Linked DNA regions of Mus musculus: regions 2, 3 and 4 are each linked to region 1. The links are chromatin contacts, called in public HiChIP or PLAC-seq and promoter capture Hi-C maps. All regions are on one chromosome and are shown on one strand. The core of a region is the stretch at or near the end of the contact, and the rest is flanking DNA. Distances in the headings are between cores, read along the strand shown.

Region 1 (5,513 bases), core at 937-3,436:
GATTCAGTATTTGAAAACCTATTTATATCTCACTATACATTACTAATTCCAAGAAAAATATTATTATCTTCATAGATCATAGTAAGCCTTTGACAAAATTTAAAGCTTATTCATAATAAATAAAAAACACTGAAGAAAATAGAAAGAGATACTTTTTCATATTCTAAATATATAGTCTTAGTCCTAAAACCAGTACTTTATTTAATGGTGAAACACTAGAGGCATTTCTCCTAAGAATAAGAACAAGGTAAGGTGTCTGTTATCTCTACACCATTCATCCTGCACGAGAGGTATTAGCCAGTATAATTAGACAAAAAGATTATGGTAGGCATAAGAATGAATAAGAGGGAAATAAGATTATCCCTGTTTGCAAATGGGATATGCCAGCTGGGGATAGTGGTACATATCTTTAATCTCAGCACTTGGGAGGCAGAGGCAGGCAGATCTCTATGAGTTCAAGGTCAGCCTTGTATACACACTGAATTCCAGGCCAGCTGAAGATACACAGTGAGATCCTGTCTTAAAAACAAAAACAAAAATTCCACAAATAACATACACCTGTAAAATACATGAAAATTATGAGAATCAGTGATGGAGCTAACTACATTAGTTAGTCAGTTAGTGAACTGATCAGTGAATTAATAGGATCTAAAATTAACATGAAAAAAGAATAGGCCTGAGGAAGAGAAGCCGCCCACATATAGATTCCATCTAGATATGTCCAAAATAGATCTATAGAGACAATGCAGACTAATACTTGCATAGATAGGGCTAAGATTAGTGGGTAGTAGAGGCAATGGTGAGGGGCTATGATGCCTTTGAAGGGGTGCAGAGTTTCTCTGTGATATTACAGTTACATTAAAATGGAATGTTAAGGACACAACTCTGTGGATATGTAAGAACCATTAACTTGTGTACCATAACTGGGTGAACTGGATACACTATTAATGAAAGCTCAGTAAAATTGCTTTGAAAAGTATAGGTAAAAGGTGTTTCTCTGTGTTGTCCTGGCTGTTCTGGAACTTGCTCTGTAGACTAGGCTGGCCTCAAACTCACAGATCTGCCTGACTCTGACTCTTTAGTGTTGGGATTAAAAGTGTGGGCCACGACTACATCTTCAGATCTTCTGTGTTTTAACAGGATGCTTCAACGTCTCTTAAGAGGTCTGATTGAATATATATCAGGTAATTAGCAATTCATTTTCTATTTTACTGTATGTGTATATGTGTTTTGCTTGTGCACCTTGTAGATGCATGATGCCCAAGGAGGGCAGAAGAGGGCGTCAGATGCCTTGGAACTGGAATTACAATCAGTTATATGTGGGTGCTGAGGTCCAAACCTACATCATATGGAAGAATAACCAGTGCTCTTAACCCGTTGAGCCACCTCTCCAGCTCCTGTAATTAGCAATTTCAATAAATGTCAGTGAAAAATAACCAACAAGCGCGCCAAACTTCCATTTCTCTGAGCGACTGAAGTAGCTACATCCAAGAACTTCTCTCAGGTCTCTAGGTTATCTTAAATATCCTGCAGCCTTTTTACAGGTTACCCACCCCACTAAGTGAGTTAAAGGAATTCTCCTAAACTTATGGCTCCAACACAGACTGGCAGGAGAGAGGAGCCTGGCTGCCTACTGACTAGGATGCTGACAGGAAAGGCTGAGAGGAAAATGACACCGAGGCTGACAGGAAGGCTGACAGAAAGACTGGCAGATGCAAAGGTTGAGACAAAGGAAGACTGACACAAAGGTTGACAGGAAGGCTGACGCGAAGCCTGGCTGACGGAAGCCGCGCGCACAAAATGGCGCGGGAGCTGCCCAGTCAGCAGCAGGCCGCTGACAGGACGATCCCTCCCGCTGCCGTGCCACCTGCTTGCGCTGCTTGCTCCCGGGCCCTGGGCGCTCTCGACCTCCGCTGGAAAGGGGCGGAATCCGGGGTGTCAGTGACCCCGGCCTGGGAGCCAGTGGGCCGCTCTCCTCCCCGGGCCCCGGGCTCCACCGCTGCTTGCTTTGAGGCACAGCGGGCCCCGAGCCCTGGGCCTCGATGGCCGAAACCTCGGAGACCCCTCAGCTGCCACACGCCATGGCGGTGCGAGGCGAAGCGGGTCACGTAGATTAAGCGAGGCCCATCTGGCCTTTGCCCACTGCGGCTGGGCACCATCTCTCGGCCTCCTGTCGGGCAACCTGCGGGACCTCGGAGCCGGCCTGAGCACAGGGCGTGGGGTGTGTGTGTGTGAGGTGTGTGGGGTGGGGTGGGGTGGGGGAGTGTGGATGTGGGGGAGGGGGGACACTTGCGCATGCGGGCTGGGGGAGGGTGGAGAACCGTTGGGGCCAGACCTGTGTGAGGCGAGGACGGGACTGACCTAGAGGCCCCAACTTCACTGAAGAGAGATGGAGTGTGGGTGGGTGAGCTGGAGTCCAGAACACCAGGAGCCTGGGTAGGAAGTTGAGGTGTAGAACACCGAGAAGCTGGGGTTGAGGTAAGGAAGGGATTAAGGACATAAGAGTCCAGGCACCTAGCAGAAGACAGGAGCCTAATGTGGATCTCTGTTAGAAGTTGGGAGGCAAGGAAAGCCCTACTGAAAGGGAAACAGGAAGGACTGTGGTTGTGAGGATGGCCATTCGTCTAGAGAGAGGTTGAATTTCAGGCTATGCATCATTTGGGACTGGGATGTAAGAAAATCAAATATGGTTCTTTTCTATCAAATACTATAAAAATGTGTGTTTAGGACAAGGAATTAAAACATTTTTATCTCCTGTCTTCCACCTTGTAAGACTTTCTTGCAAAATGTTTTAACCCTTTCCGTCCAATAAAACTTTGATTTATGTAAAGCCCCCTGCTCTGTGTGATAACCTGGGGCAATGATCTTCTTGTCCTTGGAGCAGTGAACCCTTCCCCCTTCTCTGTTTTTAATTTTTGTTTTGTTGAGACATGGTTTCTCTATGTTGTAACTTTAATTTTTTTAGGCCTTATTTTTATTTATTTATTTATTTATTTATTTATTTATTTATTTATTTATTTATTTATTTATTTTGAGACAGGGTTTCTCTGTGTAGCCCTGGCTGTCCCGGAACTCACTCTGTAGACCAGGCTGGCCTCGAACTCAGAAATCCACCTGCCTCTGCCTCCCGAGAGTGCTGGGATTAAAGGCGTGCGACATCACACCTGGTTCTTAGGCCTTATTTTTAATGATAGTTCTTAAATGCTTTTGCCTCCCTTCTAGCCTACCACCCACCAGGTAGTAGAAAAGAAAGGATACAGGGGGCGGGGGGGGGGCGGGGAAGTGGACCTGTTTAGACGTGGTTCTTTGGAGAAAATCCTATCTGGGTTGTCGGAAATCAGCAGTTCAGTTCACAGGTCAGCAGCAGCAGCTCAATCCACTCCCAAACACTTTATGGATATACTAGCAGTCCAGTTTGGTAGAGTTGGATAGCAGCAGTGGTGGCACTATCTAGAAGAGACAGCCAGGTCTCATCCTAGACTCTAGTCATCAGGAGGGTCTGTTGAGCCCTTTTTATGCACCCTCCAAATATCACATGTTCTCCACAGGTCTTGCCTAAGCATGTGCATTTGTTTCAGCTGATGTCACTCTGCCAATCAGCCAGAACTGAGGAAGTGGCAAGAAGCCTCCACACACCAACCACAAGTTTTTGGGGTTTTGTGTGTGTGTGTGTGTGTGTGTGTGTGTGTGTGTGTGTGTGTGTGTGTGTGTTTCTCTCTATGGAGTTCTGACAAATGTAGCTCAACTACATAATGTAAGGTGGACCAATACATGTGTGCTGTTAGTGAAGAATCTTTCATCACGTGTCCTTTCATGTGCTTGCTTTAGCAGAACGTCTTTTCTCCTGTGTCTGCTTCAATGAAACATTCCTTCACCAGTCTGTCTTAGTCTTTCACCTGTGTTTGTTTCAATGAATCATACCTTCATATGTTTGCCCCATTAAAATACCATCCAACACAACTGACTTTCCAAAGAACTCTTTTAAAAAACATGTAGGGCATCAGATCCCCATTACAGATAGTTGTGAGCCACCCTGTGGTTGCTGGGAACTGAACTCAGGACCTCTGGAAGAGCAGTCAGTGCTCTTAACCACTGAGCCACCCCTCCAAAGAACTCAAGTTTCCACTTAACTATATAGCCCTGGAACTCACTCTGTAGACCAGGCTGGCCTCGAACTCAGAGATCCACCTGCCTCTGCCTTCTGACTATAACCAATTCTTTTCAAACTAGCCAATTGAATAAGATTGTGATGTCAGACCCCAGCTATCTTAGTCAGTGTATTATTACTGTGATAAAAAACGATGACCAAAAAGCAAGCTGGGAGGGAAGGGTTTCTGGCTTACATTTCTAGATCACAATCCATCATTGGAGGAAATCAGGACAGAAAGTCAAGGAGGGTTGGACCCTGGAGGTAGGAGCTGTTTACTGGCTTGCTTTCCCCTGGCTTGCTCAGCTTGTCTTCTTATAGAATCCAGGACTAGCAGTCCAGGGATGGCACCACCCACAATGGGCTGGGCCTTGTCCCATTGACCACTAATGGAGAAAATGCCATACAGCTGGATCTCATGGAGGCATTTCTCAACTGATGCTCCTTTCTCTGTGATGATTTTAGCTTGTGTCGAGTTGACACACAAAACCAGCCACCACTTGAGCCACCACTTGACTTACAACAAAAACCAAATGTACTTCCTACCTCAGTGTGTTTGCTCTTCCTAGTGTGCCTTCTTGATCAAGAGTGAAGTTTGCCTTGTCCAGACACTTCAGTTGGAGTGGTTATCTCTTTCTTGTGAACTTAAACATAACCCTAACAAGGAGCAAACAACGTAGGGGCAACTGCCTCTGAGGAAATGAGCTAAGTCAAGAAGAAGATGAGAGAATGGAACCAGGCCAGCCTCATGGTTGTGTGAAGAATTTCAGTGTGAGGACCTGACCCTGAAACAGTTTGAGTGTTAATCAAAAGAAGACAAGAATCCTTGCTACCAAAGGTAGCCCTAGTTCTGGAGACAGAGCCTATGAAGAGAACATAGACCTTACAGCTGAAGTCGGACTTGCTCTAGCTGCTGGCCAGCTAGGCTTTCTCCAGCAAACCATTTTCCTTCCCTGAGCTTCTGCCATGCAGCTATTTCCTACAAACCGAGCCTTTCCTTCATAGAGGTAGACTCTATAAGGCTCAGAAAGTAAAAGAAACCCATAAGTCTCCAGAAGTCAAAACAAAACAAAAACCAAAAAACCTTAAGCTCCTGAAAGTCCAAGATTCCTAAAGCATTTCCCCAGTGTTACATAAGCAGTTAGCATTTGCTGGGGAGAGGAGGCTATCCAACTTGCTGGCAAGTTGGGCAGGGAGTTTGAAAGATGATGCTTTCTTGAGTCAATGCTCACTCAGGGGTGCATTTTTCTATCACTTGTCTCTTTCTGAGTCATTGATATTCACATAAGTAACTTTTCATCCATACCTCTGTAAGCAAGCACAATAACTCCACTGGTTCATTAAGCTAGAATTGAATCTTTTCTTC
Region 2 (5,461 bases), core at 811-3,310, 260 kb before region 1:
CCCCGGAGTAGTGGGATTTAGATGAACCTGGCTAGCCCCATGAAGTGGAGAGGCTCAGAAGGTGACAGGCTGTACTGTAAGCCACACCAGGCTGGGCCTGGGGTAGTCCCCACTTCTACTGCAAGCATGACTGGCATAGCCCAGATCTTGGGCCTGTACTGAGCCTTGGGTACTGAACTATGCAGTGAAGAGGCCAACTCTTTCAAGTGACTCAAATGCTGGCTGCCTAATGGTGTTCCTGGCCCCAGCCATCAGGGAACAGGGTAGGCAAGAGTGGTCCCTCACAGATGCTGGGGCCAATACCCACCAGCAGTCCTTGCAGGCAACCTGTCCTAAGGGGATTTCAGATAGAACAGTCAGTTTTTTCCCTGATGGATAAGTGTAAGAACATACCTCTAGCCAAAGCACGACAGTTGCCAGAAGCCCTGCTGCCTCCATCATGGGACACCTCTATCAATATTCTCATTCTCTGCAGTGACCCTAGATAATAGTCAAACTATTTGGCTCATATGGGCAAGGCAGCTACCTATGCACACACAAGGAAGGCCAAGACAGAGATGAGACCTAGTAGTAACAGGACTACAGTTCCCGGAACCTGCTCCAGTATTACGTTACCTGTCCCAGAAATGCACGGGCTAGGGTGACTGCTGGCTGGTCAAAAAACTCTGGTCCTAGCCGGCCAGAATGGTCCTCTGGGCTGGAGAAGTAGATACTCCGCCGGAGGCCCGGGGTCGACAGGAGTCTCTCTTTAGGGGTCTGCTGCTGCTCTGAATCTGCCAGTCGCTGCTTTTTTTGCCCAATCTTTCGGGAAAGCTGTAATGGGAAAACAAAACAAAACAAAAGAAGTGTCTGCCTGCCTGCCTGTTTCTCTGTAAAGTGGGGTGCCTGTTGGGAGTCATTCTAAGGCATACCGCCTCAGGGGACCTTGGGACTAGGTGTAGGTAATGACAGGCTGCTAGTGGTGACAGGATGGGTGGGCATTCTCTGCCCACACCTGCTACACATAGGGGAGACATGGATAAGGAGCATTAGAAGGTGGGTGCCTGAGTCCAATACAAAAGAGCTGGTTTTTCTGATTCCCACCAATCACACCATCTCCAAGGAAACTTGTTTCTGGAACCTGGTTCTTTGTTCCTAATCCTGGCCAGGAATTAAAATACAGTCAGAACCTGGGCAGGGCCTATCAGAGAAACATACTGAGTTTGTCTGGGCACTGCTCAAAAAATAGGTCACAAGACCACCTTGTTACTGACAAGACCTGACACACAAATGGGCATGCATGGAGATGACCATCTGCCTGGTCCCATTCTGAATGCTCAGGGTAGAACCCTGCTGGCCCCCAACTGTCCTTTGACTGTTTGGATATTAGAACAACTAGGAACAGGGACAAAAAGTCTATGGGTCTATAGGACCAGTAGGCACTAGTCTACCAAGTGCCGATAAACAAAGCAAGGAAATCTGGCCACATCCTTCAGCTATTGTGGTACAACAGGAGGGGATTAAAAGGACAACTGGGCAGTGAACCTGGGGCCAGGGCCAAGACCTGTCTTCAGTCCACGCTGAGCTGACTAGTTAAACAGCCATTACTCTTTTAAAGGACAGGGTCCCATGTGGCCTATGCTGGCTTTGAACTCCTGATTTTCCTGCGTCCATCGACTTCACAAGTACAGGCGTGCGCCACTACGCCGGGGTAAGACCCATTATTTTTATCTGTTGTGCTGACATCCAGGTTGGACTGAAGCTGCCAGGCTGCCGGGAATGGATGCTGACGTGACCGTCTCTGCAGCCCGACCCACTGTGCCAGCTCGCCGTGGGCTCAGACTCCGCGACGCGGCGCCCCCTCTCACCGGCGCTGGCATCTGGCCGACCTCATGATATCCGGTCACTAGGGATCCTGCTCTGGCATTCCCTGGGCGGCGGGCTCGTCCAAGAAATGGAGGCTGCTCGGTGTCGGGGAGCAGGGTCACGGACACCGGTTTTAGGGCTCCTCTGCCCGGGCGCGCACTACCACCGCGCGCGGGCATCTAGTCGCCGCCAGCACAGGCCAGGCCACCGGAAGCGCGGAGAGGGCGGGGACTGGAACCTGCGTCTGCGCAGAAGGCATGTAGCGCGGGGGTGGAAGGAATCTGCAGAAGAGGCGGAGCGAGGACTCTAGGGGCGGGACAGGGCGGGGCGAGTGTAGAAACCTTTCACCAGTAGGATTGGAACCCAGGTTCTCTAGATCTGGTTCTGTCCCAATGGCCCGATTGCCATCAAGACATCCTCTCTGAACCCGGACTGAATTTTCAAGGGTCCCGGACCAGAAGGCTCTGCCTTGGGATAGGGTGGGCCACAGAGGGTGTGTTGGGTGTTGTAGAGAACAAACATGAGGCCTTGGGAATCTCAGTCTGAATTCTGATCCTAGAACTGTCCTTCCCCAACCTTATCTCTGAATGGTGGAACTGACAGCAAGTGGATGCCTGCCCCATCTGGAGGCCCCTACCCTGGATCATCACAGATGATAGGTGGAAGGAAAGGGAATTCTGTCTCTGCAGTGAATCCCCACTTACATCCCTGGACCCCTAATGCCTGGAATTGCTACGAAGAGGGCTTACCACCTAAGCTGGAAGGCAGGACCAGGGCTGCAGGAGCTGAGCGGGATAACAGTTCCTGGCATCTCCTAGTGATTATTTCTCTGGGACCTAGGCTTGCCACCCACCCTATCTGTAACCTTTCAAATGAGGTTGTGCACCCGTACTCCTCGAGTGGGAAGTGACTGACCCAAAGGAAGGGATGATGGGAAGGGAAGTCTTGGGATAGGGTAAGCTGCTCCCTTCCCCCACTTCACTCACTCTCTTCTACCATTCCAGGAGTGATGTGGGTCTGAAGGGTTTCAAAGCAGATACAATCCTACTTTCCCCATTCACACTGCCTTATTAAAACCTTTCAGGGCTTGTCAGAGCTGTTTGATTTCTGAGACCCTGGCATCTAGGACTAGACAGAGCCAGAGGCCATATGCTTGTCACTGCTATATGCTCAGTCCTTAACTGAGCAAGGCACTTAGCCTAAGGACTCTGGTCCCCAGCTGCAACTCTACTGGCCAGCTCCGGGACTGAACTCTGGGCCTGGCTGGGGCTCAGCCATTCCCTCTCATGGGCCTCAGCTAGGACTTCCTGGGGAGGGAGCGGCAGCCTCTCTGCCTGCCTGCTGCCTGCTGCCTGCTGGAAGCAGTCCAGCTGTTTGTGGCACTCTGTGCAGTTTCTGGGGCTGGGGTGGGGGCAATATGTTGTAAATTTGAACTACCGAGGTTGGCCTTATCCCTCATAGCCATTCTGTCTAAACAATGCCTCTCTTTTCCTGTGAGAATAATGCCCCTTCCCAATCTAGGAGGGAAGCTGAGACCCTAGTTAGGTTCTGGTCCCCTGTTGAGGGCATTCTGAAGACTTCACCTTTGGGTGAATGACAAGCTCCTTCTGTTTGGTGGGCAGTCTGATTTCTGCCCCAGGCAGAGACGGGGGTGGAGGCCAGCATCTTATTCTCCAGATGTTCTGGCCAGAGTGTGGGATTGTGCAATGTCTGCCCCTCCCCCCCCCACTTCCTGGTCTGTGGCGAAGCTCCCACTGCAGGCTGGAAGTGCTGGGTTGGGCTTCCCTACTGTGTTTTGCCAGCAGACTTGCCAGGAGTAAAAGAATGTCCAAGAGGAAGGAGCCTGGGACCTCTTCTGTGCCCAGTGTACCTTGTGCCTGCCTGGCTGGTGACAAAGATGCCATTGGGAGATTCTTTGAAAGGAGACAAGGTTGGGGTTGGAATGGTGTCTCCACGGGTTGTGGGAAGGCTGGAGCTGCCTCCAGTCGTGGTGGCATGGGCTGCCAGTCCCTGCTAGCTCTAGGCTTCAGTTTCACTGTCTCAGGGGCTTAACACACTGACTGGCTCAGTTGCCTGTCTACCATGGACAAAGCAGGAGCTGGGTTGGAGCCAGCTGGCTCCTGGTTTGGAAACTGGCACCCTTCAGCAGCTTCTCAGCAGAGTGGTGGCTATTACTCTGGCAGGCCTTAGTGGGTCTCTATAGGTGGGGGACCCTCTATGGTTAGCTGTTTCTTGGGAAGAGAGGGTAGCTATCAGGCAGGCCAAGGAGAGCTATGCTGTCAGGCTGCTAGGATCTTGGCCCAGGAACTTATAGAGCCTCTTTGCTGAGTCCAATACCATGAGGAAGGGGTTTCTTCAGAAATAGCTGGAACTTCAGGCCTTTGAAGTCTAGCCTGGGCTAGAACAGGGCTAGCCTTGGCCATTCTGTCTTCTCCCCAGCTAGGTAGTGTCCAGGATCCATCTCTACATCTCTCTGTGGGGTGCTTGGAAGCTAAGCTGTGGGTTCAGGAAGTACCCGTTGAGATTCCTTTTACAGCTCAGGGATTCTAACCACACAGATGCTGGCAGAGTACTACACAAGACCTGGAGGTAGTGTAGAAGCCTGTCTATCCCAACACCTATTCACCAGTTCCAGAGTATTAGAAACTGCAGCTGACTTCTGTTCGGCACAGTCAATAAAAGTATGTGAGAAGCCACGGGTTGGATTCTTCCACCCAAAGCTTAGGTCAATAGGGCAGGTAGGAGGTTCTGGGACTGTGGAGAATTGGGTCTGTGGAGACTGGATGAAGGCTTGACTATTTGTCCACACTCCTCTGCTCAAACTGTCCATGCCCTGACTCAGGACTTGAGGATGTGTTTCACCTGGGGAATCCTGAAGCCATATGCTGAGATGGGCATTTGTCTGTAGGCATCATGCTCTCAGGAACAACGCCTGTGTGTGTGGATGGACATGGAGGGGTTTGCCAGGGGCGGGGGCTGTCACAGACTCCCCTGCACTATGGGAACTCCAAGGTCGATGGAGCAATGAGTCCTGGAAAGCTACTTTTCTGTCACTGTGTGCTGACAGCACTGTGGTATTCTTGCATTGAAGATGACTTGGGCTGGAGAGATGGCTCAGCAGCTAAGAGAGCTTTCTGCCTTTACAGAGGACCAGAGCTTGGCTCCCAGCACACACACTGGACAGCTCACAACTGCCTATAACTACAGTTCCAGGAGGATCTGATGCCCCCTCTGGCATGTGTGGGCACCTGCAACCACACACAGAGATAAAAATAAACACAGAAGAATTCTTTCTGTAAGAAAAGACGACTGACCCCTGGGTGTGTCTTCACAGTGAGTCTCCTGTAGGACTTCTTGCAGCTGGTAATAGATTTCTAGGTCTCAACAAAGGTCTAGGTGACCCTGCAGCATCCACAGCAGGAAGGAGTAGGGACCTACAGGCACCAGATGCCCGGTTCCTGTGGCCGGTTCCCTGATTTTCCAGAAAGGATGCAACCCCCGCACCTCCAGCCAGCCCAGTTTGGGCGTCCAGACCCTGCTTATTCCTAGCATGAGTCAAGAATGCTAGGCATGAAGACTGTCCCATCTCTGGCTTGGCATGTGTGGGTTACAGGAG
Region 3 (6,099 bases), core at 2,455-4,954, 290 kb after region 1:
CCTTAGCAAGTCTTAGATTAATAATAATTAATAATTTCCCATAATTTGATCACTTTCATCCTTAGTTTCAATCCTCAACAGGTCCAGGTTATAGCAGTTATAAAAGCAAGCATACAGGGCATCAGGAGCTGCACCTTGTCATGGACCAGAGTTCCAAGAGCCAACACACAGGGCCCAACATTGGTGAAATACTGGACTGTAAACCTGGTCCAGCATCACTTTCCTATTAGACTATGGCAGATCACCTCAGCATTTACTGCTATACTAGGACTTCCTGAAGGTGGTGACTGTGTTGATTTGAAGAAAACGGACCCATAGGCTCATAGGGAGTGGCACTATTAGTAGGTGTGGCCTTGTTGGAGTAGGAGTGGCTTTGTTGGAGGAAGTGCGTCACTGGGGGTGGGTTTTGAGGTCTCAGATGCTCAAGCCTGACCTATTCTCTCAATGTTTCTTCTTGTTGGCTGCTGATTCGATTTAGAACTCTCAGTTCCTTCTCCAGCACCATGTCTGCCTGCATGCCTCCATGCTTCCTGCCATGATGATAATGGATTAAGCCTCTGAACTCTAAGCCAGCCCCAGTGAAATATTTTCCTTTAGAAGACATGCTCTGGTCATGGTGTCTCTTCACAACAATAAAAGCCCAACTAAGAAAGGGACTAAAATATATTCTTATCTACGTATACTCTGATCAGACAGTTAATGGAGTTGCTAAAGTCAGAGCCTGGGCCATGACAATCCTAACAAGCCAGGTTCATCCACTCACTGACCTCTAAACAGCCAACCAATGAGACATGTTGGAAAAGCAGAGAAAGAGATCTAGTCAATGTGGTCATGTGGAGAGAGGCCTAATGACGGCACCAAGTCTGCCTTCCAGAGACCTAACATGAGGTTGAGATTAAGAGGTATGGCCGGGTGTGGTGGTGCACACCTTTAATCCCAGCACTCAGGAGGCCGAGGCAGGTGGATTTCTGAGTTTGAGGCCAGCCTGGTCTACAAAGTGAGTTCCAGGACAGCCAGGGCTACACAGAGAACCCGTCTCGAAAAACCAAAAAGGAAAAAAAAAAAAAAAGAGAGGTATGCATAATTACTAAGCTGGTCAAGTTGTTCATATGGTCTCCTGCAAAGTGGCCATCAAAGTTGTCGGAATGGTGTGGAATCTTGTTCCAAGCGACAAGCTTTCCAGCTGGCTGGTACCAGACTTTAAATACTCCCTCTACTAGCATGAGCTTCTTCAGAGAGAGCCCATTAGATTTACTAGGGACTACTGGCTCAATATTCTGATAGTCAAAAGGGCACAGCTCAAGGCTCTTTAGCATAGCTTCATTCCTGTCAGGATGGTTGCGCTATTCTACAAGTAGGAAAGGGACAGGGACTTTTAGCCAAGTATTGTGCTAAGCACCAAAGTCAAAACAAACAGTTGTGGTTTCTACTTTGAAGATTATACTCTGGGTGTGGTTGGGGGCATCGGGGTGCAGATGGCCAATCAGCCTATAAATTATTCACTTCCAGTTACAACAATTGCTTTAAGAACTTAGCTCAACAATAGACAAAATTAGACCGGGGACCAAAAAAAGATTTTGTGAGGAAAGAATAAGATATGGTGTGCCTAAAATGCAACCTATAAGAAGGGCACCCTGCCTCCAGCCCTCCCTCCAGGAGGGGCCAGGGTTGAACTCTCTAATAGGACTCCCTCAGAGCCAGACATGAGAGGTCAGCATGGGTCAGTAGTAGAAACAGACTTGAGATGTCCCAAAGGGTTGCAAGCTGTCATGACACATTGTGATCAGCTTAACCTTGCGACTGGCTGAGCTGTTGCTAAGAAGTATGAACTGAGAGTGGCTACTTGTTTTGTGCTCTAATTTCAGTTCTCTTGGGTAGCAAATGTTGGGTGAGAGCATCTTGGATCACTGCCTACTGTGCATCTTCCCCGGAGCCAAGGGCACTGTAAATGTTATCCACATCTTTTTCAGTTGTCATGGGTGACGAGGAGGAACCACAGCAGATGTAGTTCTGAGAGCTGGGGAAGTTGATGAGTTGATGATCAGCCAAGAAACAAAGAGGACAGAAGCACCTAAGAAATCAAAACTGTCCAGGCATGGTGGCACACACCTTTTAGCCCAGCACTTGGGAGGCAGAAGCAGGCGGATCTCTGTGAGTTCAAGACCAGCCTAGTCTACAAAGCGAGTTCTAAGACTGCCAGGGTAGTTAAACAGAGAAACCCTGTCTTGAAAAAAAAAATCAAATATGATCTCTCCTATAAAATATATAAAATTTGTGTTTAGAAGAAGAAATTAAGTTTTTTTTTCCTCCCTCACTTTGTAAGACCTGCAAATGTTAGAATCCCGTGGACATTTTTTATTTACACAAAGGAATTTGATGGCCTTTTCTCCTTGGTGCAGTGACCTCTTTCCCCTTCCTCCTCTACTTCTTATGCACAAATTCTTTTCAGATAACTGAGTAAGATTGTTATGTTGGACCCTAGCCAACTGAGAAAAGACAGGATTCACCTTCCTCAGAATAAAAACCAAATGCACTTCCTGTCTAGGTGTGTTCCCTCCCCTGCCCTTTCCTGCCCCAGCAAGCCTCTTGATCAAGTAAAGTTTGCCTCATCCAGACACTTAGCTGAAATGATGGTCTCTCTTAGCAATCCAAACTTTTTTTTCTAATAGGGGCAACAGTGGGGAATTCAGTGCAGACTTGTGGGTGTAAAAGCTAGGGTATTTTACTTGTTGTAAAATGACAGCTAGCTATCAGGACCGTGGATATGTTAGGTTAAACACTGGACCACAGCACCTACTATACTTCATCTAGGTATATATATGACCACGGTAATTATTTCTGTTCTTCTATTTCTGCATCTGCACAAAGAAATAGTAGTGCCAGCTTTCAGGTAGTTGTGAACGTATTTAAAGAGTGCAGCACTATTACATCTAATTCATTCTACTTACTGGATCTACTATTAGTAATGCTGACAATATTTAATGCTAAGGCGAAAATCCACACATGCAAAAAAGACTTAACAGCAGTTTTTATTTTCTTCTTGTTATTTTACGAGTTCGTAAAATGAATCTGCATTGCTATTAATCAGGCAGAAGGGTACAAACTTTTGAACAGAAGTTTGATTAGTAGGCAGGTTAGAGAGCTTGAGAGGGTATAGGCACTTGCCACTGAGCTGGAGGATACGTGTTCGATCCCACCACTTACATCACAGGAGAGACCAGTGTGTCCCAAGTAGTCCTCTGACCTCCACATATGTGCTGTCGCACGCTCCACCGCCCCTCCCTGCCACACAAAAAGTAAAAATTAATTTTGTCAAAACAATAAGATTAACCCATTGTTAACCAAATCTCCCAGATCACATTATTTAAGGGGATCGTGGGAATGGAGCGACTGTCAAAAGCACAGGCTGCCAGGCATAAATACAGAGCTGCTGAATCACAGTCGTTAAAGGATACACTCGTAATCTTTTAATCAGTTCTGCAGGTGACCCGGAGGTCTGATTTGGGAGGGCTGCCGTGACTGGGTAGGTTCTGAGCCTACAATGCCCAAGCTGTCCCGCAAACTAGCGCGAGCGAGCCAACAGCCTGCCGGGAGTTGTAGTTTCTAACGGCCAGACACGGGCTATAAGAACATAGGTGATGGCTCCAGGAAACCAACCGTCCCACAATGCAAAGGCCGTCGGTGACGCCATTAGACGAGCGCCGGCAGCGCGGCGAGCGGGGAGCGCCTTGGTCCCCGCCGCCTCCCACCCTGCCGCCTCCGTCGCCGCCGCCTCCGTGGGCCCCTCCGTGTCTGCGCAGCTCTGCCCGCGGCTCCCGGAGGAGCAGCGGAGCGCGGGGCCCGGCGCGGGCGCGGGGTGCGGCCATGGCGGACGGTGCGGGAGCAGGCGCGGCGGGCCAGGCTTCGGGACCGTCCGGGGGCTCGAGTGGGGCCGGCGGCCCTGTCAATCCCGCTTCGCTGCCTCCGGGAGACCCGCAGCTCATCGCTCTCATAGTGGAGCAGCTCAAGAGCCGTGGGCTGTTTGACAGCTTCCGCCGGGACTGCCTGGCCGACGTGGACACTAAGGTACCTGAGCCTCGGGGGACCAAGGGGGGCGGACCATCCAGTTGCTTTGACGTGCCAGAGCCCGGAGTAAAACAAAAGGCACCTCGAGAGCCTGGCAGGGACGCGCTGCTCGGGGCACTACCGGTATCTTCTGAGTGGTGCACACCCGACACCGGAGCCCTTACCAGCTGTGATTTTTAAATCAATCAATCAATCAATCTATCTATCTATCTATCTATCTATCTATCTATCTATCTATCTATCTATCTATCTATCTATCTATCTATCTATCTATCTATCTATCTATCTATCTATCTATCTATCTATCTATCTATCTATCTATCTATCTATCTTCTGAGTGGTGCACACCCGACACTGGAGCCCTTACCAGCTGTGATTTTTAAATCAATCAATCAATCAATCTATCTATCTATCTATCTATCTATCTATCTATCTATCTATCTATTCATTTATTTATTTATTTATAGTTCTTTCGCTTTTCTGAACTTGAGGATTCTTTAATGGCTGCACACGTATACCCACTCCATACCCAAGAAACTTGTGTTTTACAACCCATGGGAAAGGTAGAGTACTTTAGAAGCTCCACCCGTTCCCTTGTTCACCTGGGAGGTGATTTTTAGCACTGGCTGGATGGGACTGCACGTTAATAGTCCCTTTCCCCAGCTGAATCATTTGCAGACTTGTTTGAGGTCAAATTGGGATAAGCTGTCGAATCAGCACCTTCTTTTTTTCCATTTAACTAATTGAAATGGAGTTAATGGCTATGTTAGATCCAGTGCCAAAGGCCAGTCTACCGTTAAACAAAATGCTAATTCACCTCATTTGGAAACTTTGGAATGTGTGTCACGGGGCAGGTATATAGTAGCCAGAACATTTCCTTTCCCATTACAAAACTTGCTTGCCAAGATTAAGGTGTGGAGCTAGGAGCCTCTTTGCTGACTGAGAGGGCTCCCCAGGGTAGTGGTTGCTCCTCATGCTGTCAGGGCTGTGAGTCACCAAGCAAGCTGGTCTAGTAGGCCTTAGCTGGGGCTCAGCTGTCAGCTACAGGCTGCTGGGGCCTGTCCTACGGCTTTGATGTGCGGTAAGGTCTTCCCTACATAGACATGTCTTAGGCCACAATCTGCACAGGTAGGCCATCCTTCCTGCTTCCATGTTCTCGTAGAGCGACCAGAGCCATGCAGACACTGACATGCCATTCACCAAGGATCGGGTGAAGAGGTACTATCTGCCTCCAGTTGGAGAGAAGGTCAGGGGCTCAGAACATTCCTTGTACTCACGAGGTAGTTTCCTAGTCTTGTTCTTAAGCTCTGAGGAAGAGGATTTAGACTAAGTGCCTCAGGCTCCTTTGAGGGTCACAGCTTTCCTGGAAACGCTTCACAGAACTCCCTTGGTTGTAGCTGTAGGGACTCTTGCTGAGGCTTGGGTGGCTGTTTCATTTGGAGGGGCCTTTCCTTGGTATACTGCCATGAACAGTCACTGTGAGTCAAGCAGACAGGAGTGTTTGCATTTTAGGGATGGAAATTACTGACACTCAGAAATCAGGTGACTTGTAAGAAGTCAGTGCTCGGCCTCAAACCCTGTTCCTTCCAGAAGCAGCTTGCATCTGTCCTTGGCCACATGGAGATAGAGGGCACCTTTGTTTCCTCTTTTAAGCCTGAAAGTCTAATGTAAAAAAATGAGGGCAGCATAGTACTAATAGGGTTTCCGCTCGTGGAGTTTCTTTAGAAGTAGATTGGCTTAAGGGCTGGAGCAAGAGCTCAGAGGTTAGGACTGTTCTTCCAGAGGTCCTGAGTTCAATTTCCAGCAACCACATGGTAGCTCATAATGAGATCTGGTGCCCTCTTCTGGCCTGCAGGCATACACACACTCTATACTTAATACACATAATAAATAATTTTTTTTAAGTAGATTGACATATATAGGCAGTGCCCTGCACTGTGCCCAGCCACTACAAGACAGGCACCCTGCTGGCTGTTGCCTCATGGCCGCTGTACTGCAGGTGAACGCTGAGGTTGGGTGGGAGTGTGTTTAAAG
Region 4 (5,950 bases), core at 776-3,275, 270 kb after region 1:
TTGGAGCAGTGGAGCCCATGACACTAGGAAGGAAGACGATTCTCTTTTCTACCACTACAGGCCCAGGGGTCTGTCTCAACTATGGACTGGCGTTAGACTGATGGGACAAAGGCTCTTTCTGGAGGAGGGCAGAGTGGCTGTAGTGTGTGGGGGCTCTTGGTGCCATTGGTGCTGGTGAATTCTAGACAATTTGAGTGGCTACATGGTCTGTACACACCCCCACGTACCCCCCACCCCACCCACACTCACTCTAGAAAGCCCCCATGGCTCTCCTGGAATTTCAGTTAGTTGTCTGTGGGTTGTTTTGAGATCTTTCATGAAGAAGTAGAGTCCTGACTGAAAGAAGTCACAAGTGCACATCACACTCTCCAAGAAGCACAAAGTGCATTGTCGAAAGGCCAGACCACAGTGTACACGCCTTCAACTCTATATTTACAGCCACCCAGCCCAAGGATTTTACATCTCTCTCACAAGGCCAAGTTGGAGCGCAGCTAGGGGAATGACATTGTTTTCTTGTTTCATGGTGGACGTATTTGGCAACGAATGGATTGTTCTGCTGTTTACACAATTTGGTGAATAGAGTCGAAGCTATTTGCAGGAACACATTTAAAGGGGACTGGGTGGTACATGAATGATATTTCAGTCAAGCTGTGACCCTGTCATCTGCAAAGTACCCCAAACGTTGGAATTGGACTTTGAATTTGAGCCTTCCATGAGCCAAATGTGGAACTTGGAAGAACCCGGGTTGAGCCTCAGCTCCTCAGTGTGATCAGATGATGGTCACATCATGGAACCCATGTGCAGGGAAAGTGAGAACAGACGTGTGGAGGTTACTGGCCTGTGAGATACAATTACAAAGTTCATGTGCTACACGCATGCATGCATGTGCTGCATGAAGTCCCTGTGGCCCCTAGACACCTGGGATGCAGCAATGCATCAAACTTCATTCCTGTCTGTGTGGAGAAAGCAAATTGGGGTAAGTGATAGTCTCTAACATTATACTACTTGCCTTAGTCATGTTCTAATGCTATGAAGAGACACCAAGACCAAGGCAATTCTTATAAAGGAAAGCGTTTCATTGGGGCTGGGTTCCAGTTTCAGAGGTAAGCCCATTATTATGATGACTGGGAGCATAACAGTGTGCAGGCAGACATGGTGCTGGAGAAGGAGCTGAGAGCTTTACGTCTTGCTCTGTAAGCAGCAGAGAAAGAGAGAGAGAGAGAGAGAGAGAGAGAGAGAGAGAGAGAGAGAGAGCGAGAGAGAGAGAGAGAGAGAGAGAGAGAGAGAGAGAGAGAGAGAGAGAGAAGAGAGGAGAGAGAGCTCCCAGTGGAAAAGTGAGAGTTTTTGAAACCTCACAGCCAACCCCAGTGACAAATGTCTTCCATTAAGGCCACACTCTATTCCAACAGGGACACACCGCCTAACCACTCCAAACAGTATATCAGCTGGGGACGAAGCACGCAAATACATGCCTTCCTCAGGGCAGTGGACACAGAGAAATAGGCATAGGCACCACTCTTTGGACACAGCTCTCCTGACCATGCAGTGCCCAAAGCCCATGGCTATGCCTGCTCTGTAGCCTCTTCTGTCTTTCCTTGGCTGGAGATGTTCTCATGCATCTACTCGAGCACCTCTGTGACACTGGTGTCCTTTCAGCCTAGCTGAGAGGTCTATGCACCCTGGGTTGTCCCTGTTCCTGGTGACAAGTGTCCAGTACTTGAAAGAAAGATATGTTGGGATAAAAAGGTAAATCCAGAAAGTAGCAGCAGTTGAGTAAAGAAGGCACCAGGGCATCCAGCTAGCTACTTGACACTCGGGACTGTGTGGTACTTAAAAGGAGGGTGGGGTGAAGAAGTGGTAGGCAAGGAAGATGAAGTAACACGTGAACGTAGCTCCAAAATGAGACTTGGCCCTTGCTTCAAACTCTAACTCCAGGGTTCCTCCTTCTTTGTTGGCTCTCGCTTATGACAAACCTCATAATTCCCTGTAGGTTGGCTGAGTGCAGCTTGCGAGTTTCTATAGTAACTGTCACCATAGCACCAGAGGCCTGGCTCCAAATTCCAGCTCTGCTGAGACCCTGAGCTGCTGTCAGCTGCTCCATTCCTAGCATCCTCCATTCCACAAGATAGAAAGAAGACCCAGGCTGGGGATCTACACACAGGGGTATGGCTAGGGCCTGCCAAGAGGGTTGGCACAGGGATGCGTGGCTCAAGGGGGCAGTGTTAAGCATGGCATCTGCAACAACAGAATTGCCCAAAGCTGACCGCTTCTGAGGATCTCAATTTGTGTTGTTTTGCTCAGACGGGGAGGAGCATCAGATCTGAATATGCAGCAAATGTGGGGCAGAAAGGCTGCCGTGGGGCCTGGCAGAAAGAGAAAAAAAAACCCTAAAATAAATAAATAAATAAACAAAACGGGGTGTTTGTGTGTGTGTGTGTGTGTGTGTGTGTGTGTGTGTGTGTGTGTACTGAGGTCCTGTGACTCCCAAATCTGTGGCCTCTCTGGGCCTCACTTTCTCATTCTGTAAAATGGGAAGAGTGCATAATGTTACTACTATCTACTTCTGTTGCCAAATAAGTCCTGTGCCTTGTATTAGTGGGTGCTTGGTTCTTGGTAGTAGAGAGATGCCAGGCATGCACAAGTCACCAGCACTGAAAACATTAAACTTAGATAATGTGTTAATAGGTAATGCTTTAAGTGTCTGTGTGTGTGCCTGAGTACATGTATGGACCAAGTTGCTGTCATTTACTCCCTTCCTTCCATACACGCAGTACCCATAGAAGCCAGAAGAGGGCATCAGATCCCCTGGAACCTGAGTTACACATTGAACTGAACTACCACCAGGGAGCTGGGAACCAAAGCCAAGTCCTCTGCAAGAGCAACCAATGCTCTTAACCATGAGCTACCTTTCAGCCTCCAGATGATGTTGCCTCTGTGACCTCAGCTGTATGCCCTGATCCCATCTGTCTTCCACTTGCTGTTCCCCTCCTATCCTGGTCTAGCATTTCTGGGAGCCTAGGAGACAGAACATGGCTTCCTGAATCATGAACTTGACTTTCTCTCCAACTGCTGTGATTTGCTGGCTTTCTAACCCTGGGCCTGATGAGTTCTCTCTGATTCCCCAGTTACCTAATCACAAGTCTTTAGTGATTCCCTTGGTTACAAGACTTAAACACCACCAGGCTGGGGTGACATGACCCCAGTAATCCTAGTGATGGTGTGGCAAAAAGTGCCAGATTTAGCAAATAAAAATATAAGATGTCAAGGAAATTTGAACTTCAAATTAAGGCTTTTTAGAAATTATTATTCTAGGTATGCCCCTATTATTATATATGCATACTTTAATAATAATAATAATAACAACAACAGCAATAATGGTTGTCAGAAGTCCAGATTTAACAGGATAACTTCCATTTTCTCTGGCAGCCTTAGGTGGGCAGATACTAAAAACCAAGCCAGATCTCCCTGCTAGGTAGCATCGTGAGCACCCACCGCCCCTCTGCAATTTGCTTTCTGTAGCCATCAGAGGCAAAAATAGCTTGCAGCTGCTCTCCCCACACCCCAGCTCATATCATGTTGATGGGCCCCCCCTCAAGGACCTTGCCTACCAGCCTGCAATGGGCTGCTTGTTCTGCAGCCTCTCCTGGAAGTTGGTCACATCAGGGCCCTGCAGGCTGTCCTACTGTGATTCTCAGTCCCTGGACTCTGGTCTCAGCACATGCATGGCAGCTGTTCATACTGAATGAAAAAAGCAAGCAAGCAAGCAAGCAAGCAAGCAAGCAAGCAAGAAAGAGAGAAAGAAAGAAAGAGAGAAAGAAAGGAAAGAAAGATAAGAGAAAGAACGAGAGAGAAAAGAGAAAGAGAGAAAGAAAAGGAAAAGGAAAGAGAGAAAAGAAAGAATGAGAGAGAGAGAAAAGAGAGAGAAAGAAAAAACAAAAAGGAAAGAAAGAGAGAAAGAGAAAAAGAAAGAACGAGAGAGAAAAGAGAAAGAGAGAAAGAAAAAAACAAAAAGGAAAGAAAGAGAAAAGAAAGAGAGAAAGAGAAAAGAGAAAGAGAGAAAGAAAACAAAAAGGAAAGAAAGAAAGAAATAGAACATGTCCAGTCCTAGGTATGGTGGAGAAGAAAGTTTATCATAGATACATAGATATAAGGGAGACATAGCCAGAGGCAGAAGAATCCAGAGTAGTCATGACCTTGAACCATATGGGGAGAGGGGGAGAGGAAGGGAGAGGGGGGAACTGAGTACAGCAGCCAGGAGGCCAAAGGTATAAAAGAAAGAACAAAAGAAGAGTGGCAACCAAAATGTCTGGACTACATAGGGAGAAGCCTCTGAGTGAAGGGCAGACCAAGCCTTGGGCTGAGGAGTTCAGGGTAGAGGATGGGTATGCCAGCATATCCTGTAACAGATAGGGACTGAGGGATGCTGGAAGAACCTGGCGGCCAGGTTCACTCTGATTTTAAATAGGCATCTCAGCCACCTGTGCTGGGTTTCAAACTTAACACATACCTGGCTCTGCAAGCCTGTGACCCTGTGCCTCTGGCCTTCAGTTTCTGATGTGTGGGATGAAGGAAATTACACATTAAGTGATGTCAAAATCGGCACCAGGACTGCAGAGGCAGCAGCCACTGCTGCTGCTGAAGATAGCGGGTATCCGGATGCGCTCCTGTCGTCTGCTGTCAAGCAGAAAAGTGGGCTCAGTATTGCCTGTGCTTGGATGCTTTCAAAAAATGGAAACCTGGAGATGCAGGGGAAGGAAGCCTTTTGATCTGGGGTGGTGGTCTCCTATCTGTGATCTCCACAGTAAGACAGCTTGTCCTGCAGTTCTATGGGGGGTCCTGTGGAGGTGGCTGCAAAGACCTGCAGTGGAATGTGTCCTCCGTGTGGGGATTTAAATGCAGACTCTCTGGCTTGCAGAACGTTGGGAATCATTTTCATTTTAACAGCCAGCCTCGAAGAGTGCTTATGACCTCCATAACTTGAGAATGGCTTTCCAGATTCTCCATCATCTTAGGTCACACCTTCACCTACACCTGTTACAATGGGGCTGGAACACCCTCTCTTTTTATTCCCATGGTGCTATCCTCCAGCCTACATCAGAAGTGGGGTGCACCTCGGAGCATAGCAGGAACATAACTTATGTGGCAGAGGTCCCTGGCACCTGCCCATCACTGTGACAGTTGTAACTAGCAAACTTGAGAGAAGGAACTGCAGCCCTCTTTCACAGGTATGAAATCCCTGGGCTCTAAGAGAACAGGTGCCACCTCTTGTGCCACCAGAGGTTCCAGGGAGCCTCCTGCTCTGAGCCAAGCTCACCCCCAAATGCACTGGGCAGAACGACAATCGACAATCGTGGTGGGGAGAAGTGTTGGTCAGGGTTCTTCTTTTCTCGGAGTGTGGGGAGGGACACGCAGCTGCTTCTGAGACGCCAATGGTGGCTTGAGTGACAGTGGCTGTGTGCTGGAACAGAACAGGACTGCCCAATGGAGTCACCGCCATTCCATAGGAGCCCGTGCTCCTCAAAGAAACACCAATAGTGTTTGTGTAGCCTCCAGGTCCCACGTCCAGCTGTTCCCAAAGTTAACTTGAGTTATTATGATTATAGTCTTAAATCACAGGAAATCTACATCAACGGCCAGGGTCTCTCTGTCTCTATCTCTGTCTGTCTCTGGCTATACTTACCTCCATCCGTGCATATCTATTATCTAGTCATGACTAAGCGAGCTGCAGATTCAGAGTAAACTGCCTGTTGTGTACTCCCCGATGCTAGCGATTGTATTGTGGTATGGCTGGCTCTAGTAGACAATAGTCTGTCATCTCCCCAAACGTCTGGGAACAGAGCTGTGTTGTCCTTCAAATCCTGACTGTCCTCCAAAGGCTTTGTTCTCACCTGTAGTAGTACTCAGAGGTGGTGGAAGTGTTCAGAGTTGGGGGTCCTCAGATCCCAGGGTG

The links. Promoter capture Hi-C pulls out the DNA fragments that hold promoters and counts their contacts. HiChIP or PLAC-seq counts read pairs in DNA pulled down with a chosen protein or histone mark.
Region 2: a promoter capture Hi-C map of the HPC-7 cell line shows a contact between it and region 1. The contact joins the promoter of Mpg here to the promoter of 4930524B15Rik in region 1. A contact is called at or near these places in 2 of 39 promoter capture datasets (the HPC-7 cell line and cranial neural crest), 3 of 115 datasets of contacts at active chromatin or transcription factors (astrocytes, embryonic basal ganglia and forebrain) and 1 of 9 other capture datasets (pancreatic islet).
Region 3: an H3K4me3 HiChIP or PLAC-seq map of fetal liver shows a contact between it and region 1, with 8 times the contacts expected there. The contact joins the promoter of Bod1 here to the promoter of 4930524B15Rik in region 1. A contact is called at or near these places in 29 of 39 promoter capture datasets (the 3T3-L1 cell line, 3T3-L1-derived adipocytes, the C10 cell line and 18 more), 3 of 15 datasets of contacts at CTCF or cohesin (CD8 T cells and the NIH/3T3 cell line), 95 of 484 Hi-C or Micro-C datasets (the 4T1 cell line, the AtT-20 cell line, B cells and 61 more), 37 of 115 datasets of contacts at active chromatin or transcription factors (the 230-238 cell line, CD8 T cells, the HPC-7 cell line and 24 more) and 5 of 9 other capture datasets (adipose tissue, embryonic stem cells, liver and 2 more).
Region 4: a contact with region 1 is called in an H3K4me3 HiChIP or PLAC-seq map of stem cell-derived neural progenitor cells, with 16 read pairs. The contact joins the enhancer-like site here to the promoter of 4930524B15Rik in region 1. A contact is called at or near these places in 6 of 39 promoter capture datasets (the C10 cell line, cranial neural crest, hematopoietic stem and progenitor cells and 3 more), 1 of 15 datasets of contacts at CTCF or cohesin (the NIH/3T3 cell line), 6 of 484 Hi-C or Micro-C datasets (B cells, CD4 T cells, bone marrow-derived macrophages and 3 more), 14 of 115 datasets of contacts at active chromatin or transcription factors (the 230-238 cell line, the HPC-7 cell line, bone marrow-derived macrophages and 10 more) and 3 of 9 other capture datasets (adipose tissue, liver and pancreatic islet).

What each region holds. Positions count from the first base shown.
Region 1 is chr11:31,962,306-31,967,818 of GRCm38.p6, reverse strand. 4930524B15Rik (RIKEN cDNA 4930524B15 gene) reads right to left here and starts at 2,186. Exons shown (of 5, transcript NM_026262.1): 1 at 1,868-2,186. The coding sequence starts at 2,159.
Region 2 is chr11:32,223,104-32,228,564 of GRCm38.p6, reverse strand. Mpg (N-methylpurine-DNA glycosylase) reads right to left here and starts at 2,060. Exons shown (of 4, transcript NM_010822.3): 1 at 1,848-2,060; 2 at 616-813. The coding sequence starts at 2,024.
Region 3 is chr11:31,669,467-31,675,565 of GRCm38.p6, reverse strand. Bod1 (biorientation of chromosomes in cell division 1) reads left to right here and starts at 3,704. Exons shown (of 4, transcript NM_001024919.1): 1 at 3,704-4,065. The coding sequence starts at 3,865.
Region 4 is chr11:31,691,151-31,697,100 of GRCm38.p6, reverse strand. No RefSeq gene overlaps it. Among named protein-coding and RNA genes, the nearest start is that of Gm39673, 21 kb to the left of the region's middle. Within about 2 kb of position 2,025, at least 55 of the 459 cell types and tissues checked have an H3K27ac peak or open chromatin away from gene starts, as enhancers often do. A contact at or near this core is called in embryonic basal ganglia, forebrain and stem cell-derived neural progenitor cells, where this site is marked.